Linked DNA regions of Sus scrofa: region 2 is linked to region 1. A link is a contact called in public HiChIP or PLAC-seq data. All regions are on one chromosome and are shown on one strand. Each heading gives the region's core, a stretch centred on a gene start, on an enhancer-like site or on the middle of the called end of the contact. The rest is flanking DNA. Distances are from core to core; before and after follow the strand shown. Region 1 has its middle 160 kb from the start of INHBA. Region 2 has its middle 670 kb from the start of INHBA.

Region 1 (7,015 bases), core at 412-2,911:
CCCAGCAAAGCCGTATCCCACATGCACCATGCCTAGATACTGTGAGACGGTAAAAGTTTGATATTCTAAGCCCCTAACCTTTAGTATAATTTCTTAGACAGCAGTAAATAAATAACACACCGTGAAAATTACATAGATAGGTCCATTTGGCCTCTTCTCAAAAAGTATTCCAACTCAAGTGACATAGATTTTCTTTTGACTGAAGAGAAAGGATGCCAGTTGCTCTCAGTTGGGAAGGAAGTTCACCCCAGAAGCACTGGCAAAAAGCACCATGCGAATACTTTGCACGTATATAAGATTTAGTTTATTCAGCACTAGAATCTTTCCTTAAGTCACTGACAAATTAAAAAACAACAACTTAACTGTTAGTGGGTTTTTTTGGCTGCACCTGTAACATGCAGAAGTTCCTGGACCAGAGATTGAAGCCATGCAACAGCTTTAACCAGAGCTTCAGCAGTGACAATACTGATCCTTAACCTACTGAATCGCCAGGGAACTCCAACTGTTAGTGTTTTTAAATTTTTATTTTCTTGATTCTTTTTGCTTTTTCCTTTCTGCTATGCACCTACCTAATTGTCCAAAGTCATTAATCAAGATCCTTGCACACCTGAATTATAACCTCAAGGAGGGGAAATGACGCTAAGGGGCAGCGAGGCTATAGTCAGAAATGGTTTTCAGGTCCTATTTTGGGGAGGAGAACCAACTTGCCATTTTCTGTCTGGGGGATGTATAAATGATACTGTTTTTTGGTTGCTAAAATTCCCATGCTCTCTTATACATTCATAATACCTACATGGTCTTTGCAATCTTTTTTTTTTTTAAAGGACCAAAGATTGGTGAGAAAAAGGAGATTAGAGAAAGAATAATTAGACAGGTATGGGGACACAAATTGCTTATCTCTTAGCGATACATACTGACCTTCCAGGATGAGTGGGGTCAGCTTTAGCATATTCCAGAAAAAAAAAACAAAAACAAGGGGAAAGAATGGCCAGATGTTATAACTGATGAAGTTTTACGACAGGTACATGAGAATTCCGTATAATAGTCTCTCTACTTTTGAGTATATTTGAATGTTTCCATAATAAAATAGATTAAAAAAAAAAGCCTATCATAGTAACTCGGGAATGAAGTAATGAATCCTTAGACGTGAGTGGTGACAGGGAAAATAGAAAAAATATGATTGACTAATTCAACACACATTTTGATCTTAATAACAGATTTGTTATAACAACTTCAGCTGAGGGAAGAAACAAAACAGACTCATTTCTATAGCCTTGGAAATAGAAAAATGGCATGAAAAAGAACCTGTCAACTGTCTATAAATTCCTGAGCTTTAAACCATGTACTTGATCGGTCCATGTGATTGGAATGTATATGGAAATGAAGAAACTATGTACATTTGGAAAAAAGCACCAAGGATAGACGGCTACGGGAGAACAGAGGAAGAACAGAGAACTAGTGGATGCGGCAGAGAGATGACACACCAGGCAGAGAGAAAAAACAGCCACATTCCCACGTAAGAGGTGCCAGCTGGTTCGGACAGCTGTTGTCGGTGGAGGACTCCACGAGGCATGTTGGACACAAACGTCTGTGACTCACTGTACCTTGCCTGTCATCCCTTCCATACCTCAAAGGCTGTTTCCCTTGCCGTGTCATATGACCGATTCATATAGATGACTCATTGTCATCTGCCATTCATTGCAACGGCTTCGGGGTGACTCTTCCCCTGCAAGTCTCTTTCCCATAAACGCGAACATTTTTATCCTGTTTCCCCAGACGTGTTAGTATGTGTTTTCCCAAATTCTACCCAGCTATATTTTTCTTGCATGTCTTCCCACAAACTAAGTATTACAAACTTTCCCTGTGCAAGTGTTGCTGGTAAGATCTTTGATAAGCCGTGGGCTAACTACATTAGTCAGTGAGTGTTACGTTTCAAGTGACAGAAAGCTAATTTCCGCTCAGTCAAGCCTAAAAAGGACTTTATTTGCTCACATAACAAAGAAGAATGGGTGTAGCTGGGGGGCAATGGGGGGACCGCAACGCTACCCCCGTCTCCGAGCGTCTCTACATGTGGATTTCATTCTCTCCTCCTGCCAAAGGGTTTTTTACCATGAGGGGGGCATGAAGTGGGCAGTTCTGGTGTTACATACCCACAGGTGTGTGAGCAGAGAGAAGAATCTTTAGATAACTTCTTACTAGAATGAAACACTCTGGCAACAGGTTTTGACTCGCTTAGCTTGGGTTCTGGCCTTGAGGAGCCAGGGTACCCAGAAGGGAAGGAAGGAGGATTAGCCAGAAATTCATAGATAGAAGGGTAGACGGAGTGATATGCACAAAAAGGATGCGTTATGCTATAGTGCCTGACAATTACGGTCCAGATCCACAGTCATCTATAACCTGTAACACTGCACTAAACACCCACAGAAAGAGGGGAAATGGATGCAAAGTTTATATCTGTTGGAGGTCTAGTGTCTAGAATATTCGAAACAGTCTTACGACTGAAAATAAAAAGAGCCCAATTTAAAAATGGGCAAATGACTGAAACAGACATTTCTCCACAAAAGATATACCACTGGCCAATAAGCACACGAAATAATGTTCCACATCATTAGTCACTAGGGAAATACAAACCCAAATTGCAATGAGATACCACCCATGAGGAAGCCTGAAGAGTGACCCACAAGCCTGGCTGTAATTAAGAAAGAAAGAGGAGTTCCCGTCGTGGCTCAGCCGTTAACGAATCCGACTAGGAACCATGAGGTTGCGGGTTCGGTCCCTGCCCTTGCTCAGTGGGTTAACGATCCGGCGTTGCCGTGAGCTGTGGTGTAGGTTGCAGACGCGGCTCGGATCCCGCGTTGCTGTGGCTCTGGCGTAGGCTGGTGCCTACAGCTCCGATGAGACCCCTAGCCTGGGAACCTCCATATGCCGCGGGAGCGGCCCAAGAAATAGCAAAAAGACAAAAAAAAAAAAAAAAAAAAAAAAAAAAGAAAGAAAGAGAAACGTATGAGGGCTGATGAGTAAGTGAGGAAATTGGAATTTTCACTCACTGCTGCTGGGAGTGCGAGGTGGTAGAGCTGCTGTGTGAGACACTTGGGAAGCTTTTCAAAAAGGTAAACAGAATGCTACCATGTGACCGAGCAATTGCCCTCCTGGGTACACACCTGAGAGAAGTGAAGGAGTTCTCCTGCAGCTCAGTGGGTTAAGGATCTGGCGTCACCGCAATGGCTCCAATCGCTGTTGTGGCACTGGTTCAATCCCTGGCCTGGGAACTTCTCCATGTGGTGGGGAAGGTCAAAAAAAAAGACAGACTAAAGTGAGAACACGTCCACATAAATATGGGCACGCAAATGTTCATTGCAGCATTAGTTTTAATAGCAAAAAAGGGGAAGCAACCCAGATGTCCATCCACCGATGAACGGATAAATAAATGCGGTCTATCCACAAAATTGAATGCTAACCAGCCATTGAAAAGGGATGAGGGAGTTCCCTGGTGGCCTAGTGGTTAAGGATTCAGTGCTGTCACAGCTATGTCTTGGGTTCAGTCCCTGGCTTGGGATCTTCTGCAGCCTGCTGGCATGGCAAAAAAAAAAAAAAAAAAAGACAGGAAAGCTGGACCCAGAGTTCTCTTGTGGCTCAGTGGGTTAAGGATGTGGCATCATGACTGCAGTGGCTCGGGCCACTGCTGTGGTATGGGTTCAATCCCTGGCCCAGAAACTTCCACAAGCCACAGGCACCCCCCCCGCCCCCCAAAAAGGAATGAAGTATTGATACCTGCTACAACAAGGATGAGTGTTGAAACTATGCTGACTGAAAAGATGCCAGACACAAAAGACCACATACTGTATGGTTCTGTTCATGTGAGTTGTCCAGAATGGGCAACTCCAGAAAGGAAAGAAGGAAGGAAGGAGAGAGAGAAGGCAGGAAAGAAGGAAGGAAGGAAGGAAGGACGGAAGGAAGAGAGAGAAGGAGGAAGGGAGGGAGGAAGGAGGAAGGAAGGAAGGAAGAAAGAAAGAGAAAGAAAGAAAGGGGGAGAGAGAGAGAGAGAGGGAGGGAGGGAGGAAGGAGGAAGGAAGGAAGGAAGGAGGGAAGGAAGGAAGGAAAGAGAAAGAGAGGAAGGAAGGAAGGAAGGAGGGAAGGAGAGAGGGAGGGAGGAAGGGAGGAAGGATTACCAGTTCCCCGGGCTCAGGGCAGTGCAAGGTAAGAGTGACTAATGGGTTTTTTTTGAGATGATATAACAATGTTCTAGAATTAGACAGTATTGATGGTTATAAAACCTTGTGAATAATACATGGGAAACCCTGGAAGCCGTTCACTTTAAAATGATTAATTGAATAGTATATAAATTAATAGAAACAAAAAGCTTAAATATATAGTATCTGAATTAATTCACTTTAAAATTAATTCACTTTAGAGTATGTGTATCTTTACAAATTAGTGTTTTCGTTTTTCTCCAGATATATACCCAGGAATGGCACTGCTAAGTCATAAGGTGGTTCGATTTTTCGTTTTCTGAGGAAGCTTCAGTGGTTTCCACAATGGCTCCACCAATTTACACTCCTGCCAACAGTGCCCAAGGGATCCCTTTTCTCCACATCCTAACCAACATTCGTTATTTGCAGACTTTTTCAAGGTAGTCATTCTGACCAGTGTGAAGTGATATCTCATTGTGCTCTTGATGTGCATTTCTCTGATGAGTACTGATTTTGAACATTTTTTGTATGCTTGTTGGCCAACTGCATGTTTTCTTTGGAAAATGTCTATTCAGATCTGCCCATTTTTTTCATGGTTGAGTTTTTTGATACTGAGTCATATGAGCTGTTTATATATTTTGGATATTGAAAGTTGTGGTCATATCATTTGTAAATATTTTCTATCATTCAGTAGGGTTTTATTTTCTTTTGTTTTGTGATGGTTTCCTTTGCTAGGCAAAAGCTTTTAAGTTTAATTAGCTCCTGTTTGTTTATTTTTCCTTTTACTTCTTTTGCCTTAGGAGATAGAGCCCCCCAAAATGTTGCTGTGATTTATATCAGAGTGCTCTGCCTATGTTTCCTTCTAGAAGTTTTATGGCTTCAGGTTTTACATTAGGTCTTTCATTCATTTTTTGTATACAGTGTGAGGAATATTACTCGGTCATAAAAAAGAATAAAATTCTGCCATTTGCAGCAACATGGATGGATCTGTGAATACCACCCTTAGTGAAATAACTCAGAAAAGACAAATACTGCATGATATGTGGACTCTGAAAAATAAAGCAAACCAGTGTTACAGCAAAATAGAATCAGACTCACAGATATGGAAAACAAATTAGTAGTTAGAGTAGGGAGAGGGAAGCAGGGCACAGCAGGAGCCTGGGATTAAGAAATACAAACCACTATGCATAAAACAGATAAGCAGCAAGGATATAGTTTTCAGCACAGGGGATTAGAGAACTTTTTTTTTTTTGCTTGCTTTTCAGGGCCACACTTGCAGCATATGGAGGTTCCCAGGCTAGGGGTTGAATCAGAGTTACTGCCGGCCTATGCCAGAGCCACAGCAACAGCAACAGCAACAGCAACTTGGGATGCAAGCTGTGTCTGCAATCCACACCACAGCTCAGGGCAACACCGGACCCTTAACCCACTGATGTAGGCCAGGCATCGAACCCTCATCTTCATGCATACTAGTTGGATTCGTTTCTGCTGTGCCATTATCGGGTACTCCTGGAGCCCTTATTTGATAGTAACTTTTTTAAGGGGTGGGAGGCCCACCTGCAGCATGTGGAGGTTCCCAGGCTAGGGGTCGAATCGGAGCTATAGCCGCCAGCCTACACCACAGCCACAACAAGGCAGGATCTGAGCCACCGCGTCTTCAACCCACACCGCAGCTCACAGCAATACCAGATCCTTAACCCACTGAGTGAGGCCGAGGATCAAACCCGAATGCTGACGGATCCTAATCAGATTCATTAACTGCTGAGTCACGAAGGGAACTCCCTCCTTTAGTAACTTTTAATGAGGTATAATCTATAAAAATACCGAATCACTATACCATATACCCGAAACTGACATCATATTGTAAATCAACTATACTTTGATAAAAACAAATAAAATTAAGCCACTTAAAATTATGTAGTACATGAATCAATATCAACAAAAAAGATTTAAACAAGTTTATGACTACTATTTAATTGGGTGTTTTTTTGTCAAGATATTTTTGGGTCTTTCCCAATCTGGATGAAAATTTTCAGTTCCAATACCAACAGAGTTTTCGCTAAATGCATGTTAGTTAATTGCCTATTTTTCCTACAAAGATCAGAAAGTGCCCCTAAGAATGTGTGTGTGTGTGTGTGTGTGGTCATCTTTTGAATTCGCATCTAATCTATTTTGGAAGTATTCTTGTCAACAGCTTCTTTAAAAGTTTCTTTAATCATCTATGTTCATGAAATCCAGGGATTTTTCAAACTGCAATAATGGCATTCCATCGAAAGGTCTTGCCTCATAATCTTGTCAATACATTTGCGAAGAGAGGCACAAATATTTTGAATCATTCGGCATAGGGCCACTGGTAGAGGGAAGCTGGACATGGTGAAGTCCTAGGCACTGGGCGGGACAGTCAGATGCAGTGTGCCCGTTCCTGCCCCAAACTAAGAGATACTCACACATGAGAGTGAGGAAAGAGAGAGAAGGAAAAAAAAAAAAAAAGCCTCTCAGAGTTATCCCTGTATACACTCCTTTTGATCAGAACATAAGCAGGCAGCCCTGGCGTTGCGGTGGCCTGGTGTAGGCCTCAGCTGCAGCTCCCATTCGTCCCCTAGCCAGGGAGCTTCCGTATGGCACAGCTGTGGCCATAAAAAGCAAAAAGAACTGTCAAAAAGACCACTTAGAGTATTTAGGCTGGCTCTCCTAGTGCGCAGAAGGAGCGATGGGCATTATTCACATATCCCACCATGTCTGCTGTTGAAGGGGACGGTGGACAGGCAGAGCACTGTCCTTGGACTCGGAAACGTGTGGTTGAAGTCCAAGTTCATCGCGGACAA
Region 2 (6,908 bases), core at 418-2,917, 830 kb before region 1:
AAGCTAATCGGACACTCGGGCAGAACCTATCCCTGGCTTCAGTCTGCACCTCCCGTCTGAAACTGCAACTAGCATCACCGCATAAAAAGGCTCTGGGCATGTCCCTTCTTCATGAGGAGCAGTTTCTGATTCATTTATTTAGTTGAGCTTTAAACGGACATTTATAGCACCTGCTTGGGGACAGGAATTATATCAGCGTTGAGCTTTTACTTACAAAAAACCCCCCAATTCTCAGCAGGGGATGTGCAGGTTGGCGGGGGGGGGGGCAGGTAGGCATTAAAACATGGTGAAGGTGCAGGACGATGGGACTGTTGTGCCTGGAGAGTGTGTTAGGGGAACACAGAGGAGGGATGGCTAGATGTTTCCGGGTAAATTTTTAAAAAAAAATCACAGAAGTTGTATCTGAGTGGAGCCATAATGAAAACAGTTTTTACCAGAACATCAAGTGGGAGGTTATTTGGAGGTTGAAGGACCTAAGACGTTGAGGATGACAGTGAGTTACTTAGGGGGCGAGTAACACAGGAGGGAAAGGAGCATTGTGAGAGGAGCTAAGAGAGGCCGCGGCAGGAAGCGTCACCTGCACCCTGCAAAGGGCTTGGATTATGTTAATATGGAGCCCTCCAAGTTTTCACCTGGAGGAGGGCATGATCAGATGGTATTTTTTAGAAAGACCACTCTGTTGACCGAAGAAGGCATTAGAGCAAGAAGGAGCTAGAAAACCGTACAACAGCCTAATTCCATGTACAATTTTACCATTTTGGTAAGAATTTATGGAAGAATGAGAAGAGACATTGTTTTTCATGGTCTCTTTAAAAATACGAACGCTGTCAGGACCTGCTAGGAAAGTGTATTGTATTTTCATTAGGAAATAATCACGGAATTTATTTCCTTTTACAGGCCTGAAACCTTAAAAAAAACATTTGGCCAGCGTAGTATGTCTTGACTTTTTATAACATAAATTTTATACAGCATGACTCCCGTTCTGTCCTCTAACCCATAAAACAATTAAGACCCAAATCCTCAATTACGGAGGATACTTGCTCTCAAATGAAAGCTTTTACATGAGTGTCCACACCCTGTAAGTACTTGTTTCCCATTCAACGCTATATTTAAGGACCACTTTCAAACATTTATCATGTATCCCTGAACTAGATCAGAAGATGTGAGTGAGGACGGCTTTAAGACATGTCAAGATGAAGAAGTGTTTTAGTAAGCTGTTCTATTTCTAATACAAGCCAGTGAAAAAACAAGGAGCCAGTCTCCAGTGTTAAGATGGGAAAATATGAAAACCATTCCAGCCTACTCTGCTCATCACCATGGTTTCATCATCTATTACACAGTAAAACAAACATAGCCACTGACTATAGCCCTTAATGAGCATATGTGACTCTGATAATATTTATCGGGTTTATTTGTTTGAGGCCAGCTGAAATGAAAAGAAAACAGTACAGCGCTGGGTCATTAGTCTCCTCTGACGTGTGCTGTAATTCTAAGGAAAACATTAGTAGCCTATTTTTAGCAAGTACCTTCATCCACTGCAGCGATAATGGCCCAAGGAATAATCCCTGGGTGGAAAGCAGAAATGCCCAGAATTGAACGTTCTTGCTCATCTGTCCTATGGTCACAGGAAATCTATCAGCACCGTCACTTCACTTCCACATTGAGCAATGATTTACTCAGACCATTATGCAACCCTCCCCAACTCGGTTGGCCTTTCACCTTCATCTGTGCTAAGTCAGGGTCCCCCTGGCCAAAAGAAATGAAAAACGTCACCTCCTCCAAGAAGTCTCTCCTTATCTGTAAATGGTAGCGCTTACACTTTGCATTACTTTCACTCACACAATCGTTTTATCCGGTGTTCTTTCCCATACTCAAAAAATCGTATTCAAAAAACTCATCCAGAAATGGCAGGAGCAAGACACTGTTCTAGACTCCACGGGGATGGTGTATAGGAGGCCCCTCCTGTGACAGAGGCAGATACGGAGGAGTTGGGAGAGAGAGGGAGGGAGCCAGGGACAGGCCTAGGAGTTAGGCTTCGGGCATCCTGTTAAAATGCAGACTCTGATTCCCGAAGTCTCCGATGAGGCCTGAGTTTCTGTGCTTCTGGACCCCCCCGCAGGTGATGCTGATCTGCTGGGCTGTGGACCATTTGGGTATCGAGGTTCTAGGTCACAAATGAGGTTGGACCTCATCACCTTATTTTCACTCCCCAGAGGCCCTCCTACCACACACTACATGGCAATCCTGTGCGCCTCAGGATTCTGTGGGCTGCATTTGCTCACGACACAGAGGACAAAGCTTAATTATGGCAGGTGAAGGCCATGCCCCCTCGCCCCTGCTGGTCCGGTGAAGCTTCACTGCAAACCCCTGCACCGCGGAGTGGAGCTCCTGAGTCAGACGCCACTGGTGGGACACGGCCAAGGCCTGGGTCGAGGGCTGTGAGGGACGGGAGGGGAACCGAAGGCTCCGGTGTCACCAGTGCCCACCCCTGTTGGGCGGTCACATCTCACTGTTCAGGAAACAGCTTCCTCTGCAGCTTCCTTCGAGGGTCCCAGGAGAACAACTCACTCCCTGGGGAGAAGACAGGTAAGAGGTTGACCTGTTTCCCATTGGTGCGAATTTCACCTGTGGCCTGACTCCAGTCCCAGGGTTGTGTGCACTTGAGATGTGATTGAAGAGCAACAATTCAGAGTCAGAAGAAAGAGATGTCACTCGGAGCTTTGGAATGACCTGCTCGTGCCCTTGGACTAGCTACCCAGCCTCCCTGGACCAGAGTTTTCATCTGTAAAACAGAGATTATCAAATAGCACAAGCCTTCTAAGAACCTGACTGTGAAGAACCGGTGAGAAAATATAGGAGAGAACTTTGAAAAACAAATACAACAGCCTACAATGACAAGGGCTCACAGAGACAGGAGTTTGAAGGTGGCCTAGCTACCCAAAGGCCTGACTACAAATTTACGTCCTAGACGCCGAAACTGTATTAGTGGGACCTGAGTACCCGAGGAAGGGGCAGAGGAGAGAGAAAGGTACGTAAGCTGCTCAGGAAATCTACCACGGGGAGCTCCCGCTGTGGTGCTGTGGGTTGAGAATCTAACTGCATCGGCTTGGGTCGCTGCAGAGGTACGGGTGGGATCCCTGGCCCAGCGCAGTAGGTTAAAGCATCTGGCATTGCTGCCACTGCAGTGTACGTCAAAGCTGTGGTTTAGATTCAATCCCTGGCCCAGAAACTTCCATATGCTCCAGGTATGGCCATAAAAAGGTAAAAAAAAAAAAAGAAATCTACTACATGTCATCCTCTGTCACTCTTTCACAGCCCCCAAGATTGGGTCTTGCCAAAGCAAGACTCCAGGGGCAGGTTAGATGGCTTCCTGAAGGTGTGCAGAGCGCAGTTAGCTTAAAGGTTACGAGACCGACCGCTTCAGCAAGCCACGTTCGGGTAAGAGAATGGAGTCCAGTTTCCTCCTTATCATTGATACGAAAATGAAAATATCCCCCAAATCCAGTGTAAGAAGGGAAAAGAACAAAGACAGTATTCACGGCCCTGCTCGCCCAAAGAGTCACACCCACTCTGGAAGGCTGCCAGCTTCCGACCATTATTCTCTTCCAGATCTTTGACCTGAATTAACAAACCCCTTGCTCTTCTTTTGAAGAGACTGGCGCACAAACTCTGGGTAGGTTTCTCGATGTTTTTGGAAGAAACAGGAGTAGCTCAGAAACCACGGAGCACCCAGAGTGGGCACCCTGGGACCGGGCCAGAAGAGGGCACAGGAGTGGGCCAGCGTCACAAACTCCTCCTGTGTCTTAGTCCAGCTGGCCCCACAATCAGATGTCCGCTTACTCGTCAACAGCACGATTCTGCTAGGGAGTCAGACTGAGGAGGCTGAAAGTGGTGGGCCCGGGGCTAGAGAAGTGGTGAGAAAGTCAAAGAATCGGCTCTGTGTGCCTGAAGCATGACTTTCCCCTCGGCCACTGGAGTCTAAATATTATCGATTATCTTTCCGAGACATCCGCTAAGCAAATTAACCCCCACGCCTGGATGTGTACACACATCGGCGCTGACATTCTCTGTTTTGTTTCGTGTGCTCTCTCGCATCGCTGTAATGGAAGTTCCACGCGAGTCTGACTTCTTTCTTCACGACTCTATCTCCACCACCTCACAGGGCCTGAGAATAAGTGGTGCCCCGTAAACATCTCTCTCAACGAATCATCCTCTGGTACCTCTGTCCTTCAACACTTAGCATTCTAGATTATTCTTGTGCTTTTTTCTCATTCTTCTTACCTCCTTCGGTAGTTCGCTTCGCCTATCCTACCGGCATCATCATCACTGCAAACATCACTCAGAACTGTCTGCACTTCTATTTCAGAATTTGAAGACCCACGACTCTCCATGGCAACAGCCTCCTGGCAATTATGCATCGGGCACAGGAGGGACCAACACCTGCACTTCAAGTTAAACATGTCCCAGCCTCCTTCAGGCAGGTGCTTCCTTTGCGAAATTCCCTTGTCAGGGCATTTTTCTATCCAGGGCATTTATGAAAAGGGACTAGGTCAGTTAGATAAAAAGAAAGTCATCAAATCACTTTCCTGGTGACATCATAAATCAGAGGCAGACATCATGTGATTTTCTAGCTCCCTGAGTTGCGCAGTGATTTCTAAGTGGCAAGAAACAAATTTCTCTAGTGTGAGCAGTTCTGTCACGGGCTGGAAAATATCTTTGGAAAATGTCTGACATACAGTAAGCACTCAGCATTTCTGGAATGCATGCGTGGTGAAATCCCCTGGATGCTTCCTTTCTCCTCCCTATGTTGGTGGCTTGAATGTGGGGATTTGTGGTAGAGTTAACTACATGTCCATAATTTTTTCCTCTGAAGCCCAGCTGTCCCTGTGTAGCCTCTGTCTTCCTGTACATAAAACATTCCCTGTGCATCTGGAGGCTCGAAGAAAGGACCGCGCCCGTCTGCACATGAAATCCGCAGTGCTCCAATCTGCACCTGCGGGCTGTGTGATCTGGAATATGTTTGTGTTTCCCGGTCACAGTTGGAGCCGTGAGATTTGACCTTCAGAAAGCAGTGGTTTGTTGAGAGCCTGTTCCTAGTTCTTTTTAAATCATGTGCATATTGTGAGAGCCGGACACCTCTGCCTACTGAAGGCTGGAGGAATGTGCCTTGAAGCCAAGTCTAGACAGAATTCCGAGGCAGGGGAGTCAGAGGGACGGGGAAATCACCGCTGGTCCATGCCAGCTCTCTGTCCTACAACTTTGCCATTTTTGTGTTTCTGGACTTTTGCCAATATGGGAGGCCCTTTGTGCCAAGAATGACCATAACAAGTGGGTTGGGGTTTCCACTGGAGGTTAATTTAAATGTTCCACCTTCCTTCAGCTCCTCATTTAGAGTGTGTCACATTTCCCGAGGCAACCTCAAGATTTCCAGGCCCCTGGTTTGCTGAGAAAAAGAGCAAGGGGAGGCCAAGCCATTCTACTTCATGTCTTAGTTTATAGCCACCTGTAATCAATCCTCAGATGACTGGGGATTTGCAAAAAACCAATTGAGCTGGGAACATACTACTCCCAACTGTCACTGTGATGAGCAAAGCACAGAGTCAAAGTGAGGGTGACAGACAGGACCTTTCCACCTCACCTTCTGCGGACGTGCCCTCCAGCTGAACAACTCCGGGCTGCACCGTCCCTGAACCACACAGCGGGCACCCCATTAAAAGCTGGCGCCCCAACCCTTGTGTGGTTCCTAGCCTTTATCTTAGGCTGCCTGTCTCCACCCGGTTCAAGGTCTGTGCCCCGAGGGCAGCACTTCCCAAGCATGTGACTTTTCTTATTTAGAACTGACTCTCCCACTCTCTCGGGATCCAATCTGTCCTGGAGTCCTGCTGACCTGACTTCCTGCTCATCCGCACCAGCCTTCACTGCTCACTGCGAGGGCACTGGTCCTGCCATCTCTCCCCTGGGCCACGGCAGTGGTCTTCTGCTCACCCTCGGACAGCCGCTCCATTCTCCTCACTGCGCCGAGGATCCACCACATGGACCTGGCCTTGCTCCTTCCTGCCAGACACTCTAACCTGTGGTCCCACCAGACAGGCTGTGGTCGACCTGACACTGCCCTCCGCACACACCCCTGCGGACTGCGATCTGCCTTTGCCTCCCTTTGTCCACCTCCTGGGCATTCCTAACTCGCTTCACTAACACTCGCTTCTCAAGAACGGCGTGAGGTTGTATGTTCTAGAAGTCTACTCAAATGCATCACCTTGGGACAAGTTCCGGTTTTTGTTTTTCTTTTTGTGTTTTAGGGCCACACCTGCAGCATATGGAAGTTTCCAGGCTAGGGGTCAAATCAGAGCTGTAGCTGCCAGCCACAGCGACAGCCACAGCAACGCAGGATCTGAGAGCCATGTCTGCGACCTACATCACAGCTCACGGCAGTGCCAGATCCTTAACCCACTGAGCCAGGCCAGGGATCGCACCTGTGTCCTCATGGATACTAGTTGGGTTCGTTAACCACTGAGCCACGACGGGAACTCCCCAAATATCCTTTCTCACTCTGCTCGTTTCCAGGTAATTTTGAAATTACTTGATGATATCCCCTTAAACGCTCAGATCCCAGAGCGTAGGTTGGACCTACCACGCTCGGCCTGAATCGGGAACGCGAGAGATTCCAAGAACTCTTTGTTGAACAGAAATAGTTACTTTGGTTTCCCCCCCAGACGGGTCCTCCAGGCCTAGATCCCCTGACTTCCGTCACGTCCCGCCCTGGCAGTGGTGCAGGCTGTCCTTGCTGTGACGCTGGCCCTGGGGTCCTGGTGAGCACCCCCTTCGACTGGGACTCTTAGGAGACCTCTCAGAGGTCCTGGATCCAGCTCCAGGCTCTAGTGGCCCCTCTGCAGTTCTAAGGAACTTTT

What was found. HiChIP or PLAC-seq counts read pairs in DNA pulled down with a chosen protein or histone mark.
Region 2: an H3K27ac HiChIP or PLAC-seq map of alveolar macrophages shows a contact between it and region 1. The contact joins two enhancer-like sites. A contact is called at or near these places in 2 of 47 Hi-C or Micro-C datasets (embryonic fibroblasts and mesenchymal stem cells) and 1 of 2 datasets of contacts at active chromatin or transcription factors (alveolar macrophages).

Annotation. Positions count from the first base shown.
Region 1 is chr18:52,729,062-52,736,076 of Sscrofa11.1, reverse strand. No RefSeq gene overlaps it. Among named protein-coding and RNA genes, the nearest start is that of INHBA, 160 kb to the left of the region's middle. Within about 2 kb of position 1,661, at least 5 of the 83 cell types and tissues checked have an H3K27ac peak or open chromatin away from gene starts, as enhancers often do. A contact at or near this core is called in alveolar macrophages, where this site is marked.
Region 2 is chr18:53,556,925-53,563,832 of Sscrofa11.1, reverse strand. No RefSeq gene overlaps it. Among named protein-coding and RNA genes, the nearest start is that of INHBA, 670 kb to the right of the region's middle. Within about 2 kb of position 1,667, at least 13 of the 83 cell types and tissues checked have an H3K27ac peak or open chromatin away from gene starts, as enhancers often do. A contact at or near this core is called in alveolar macrophages, where this site is marked.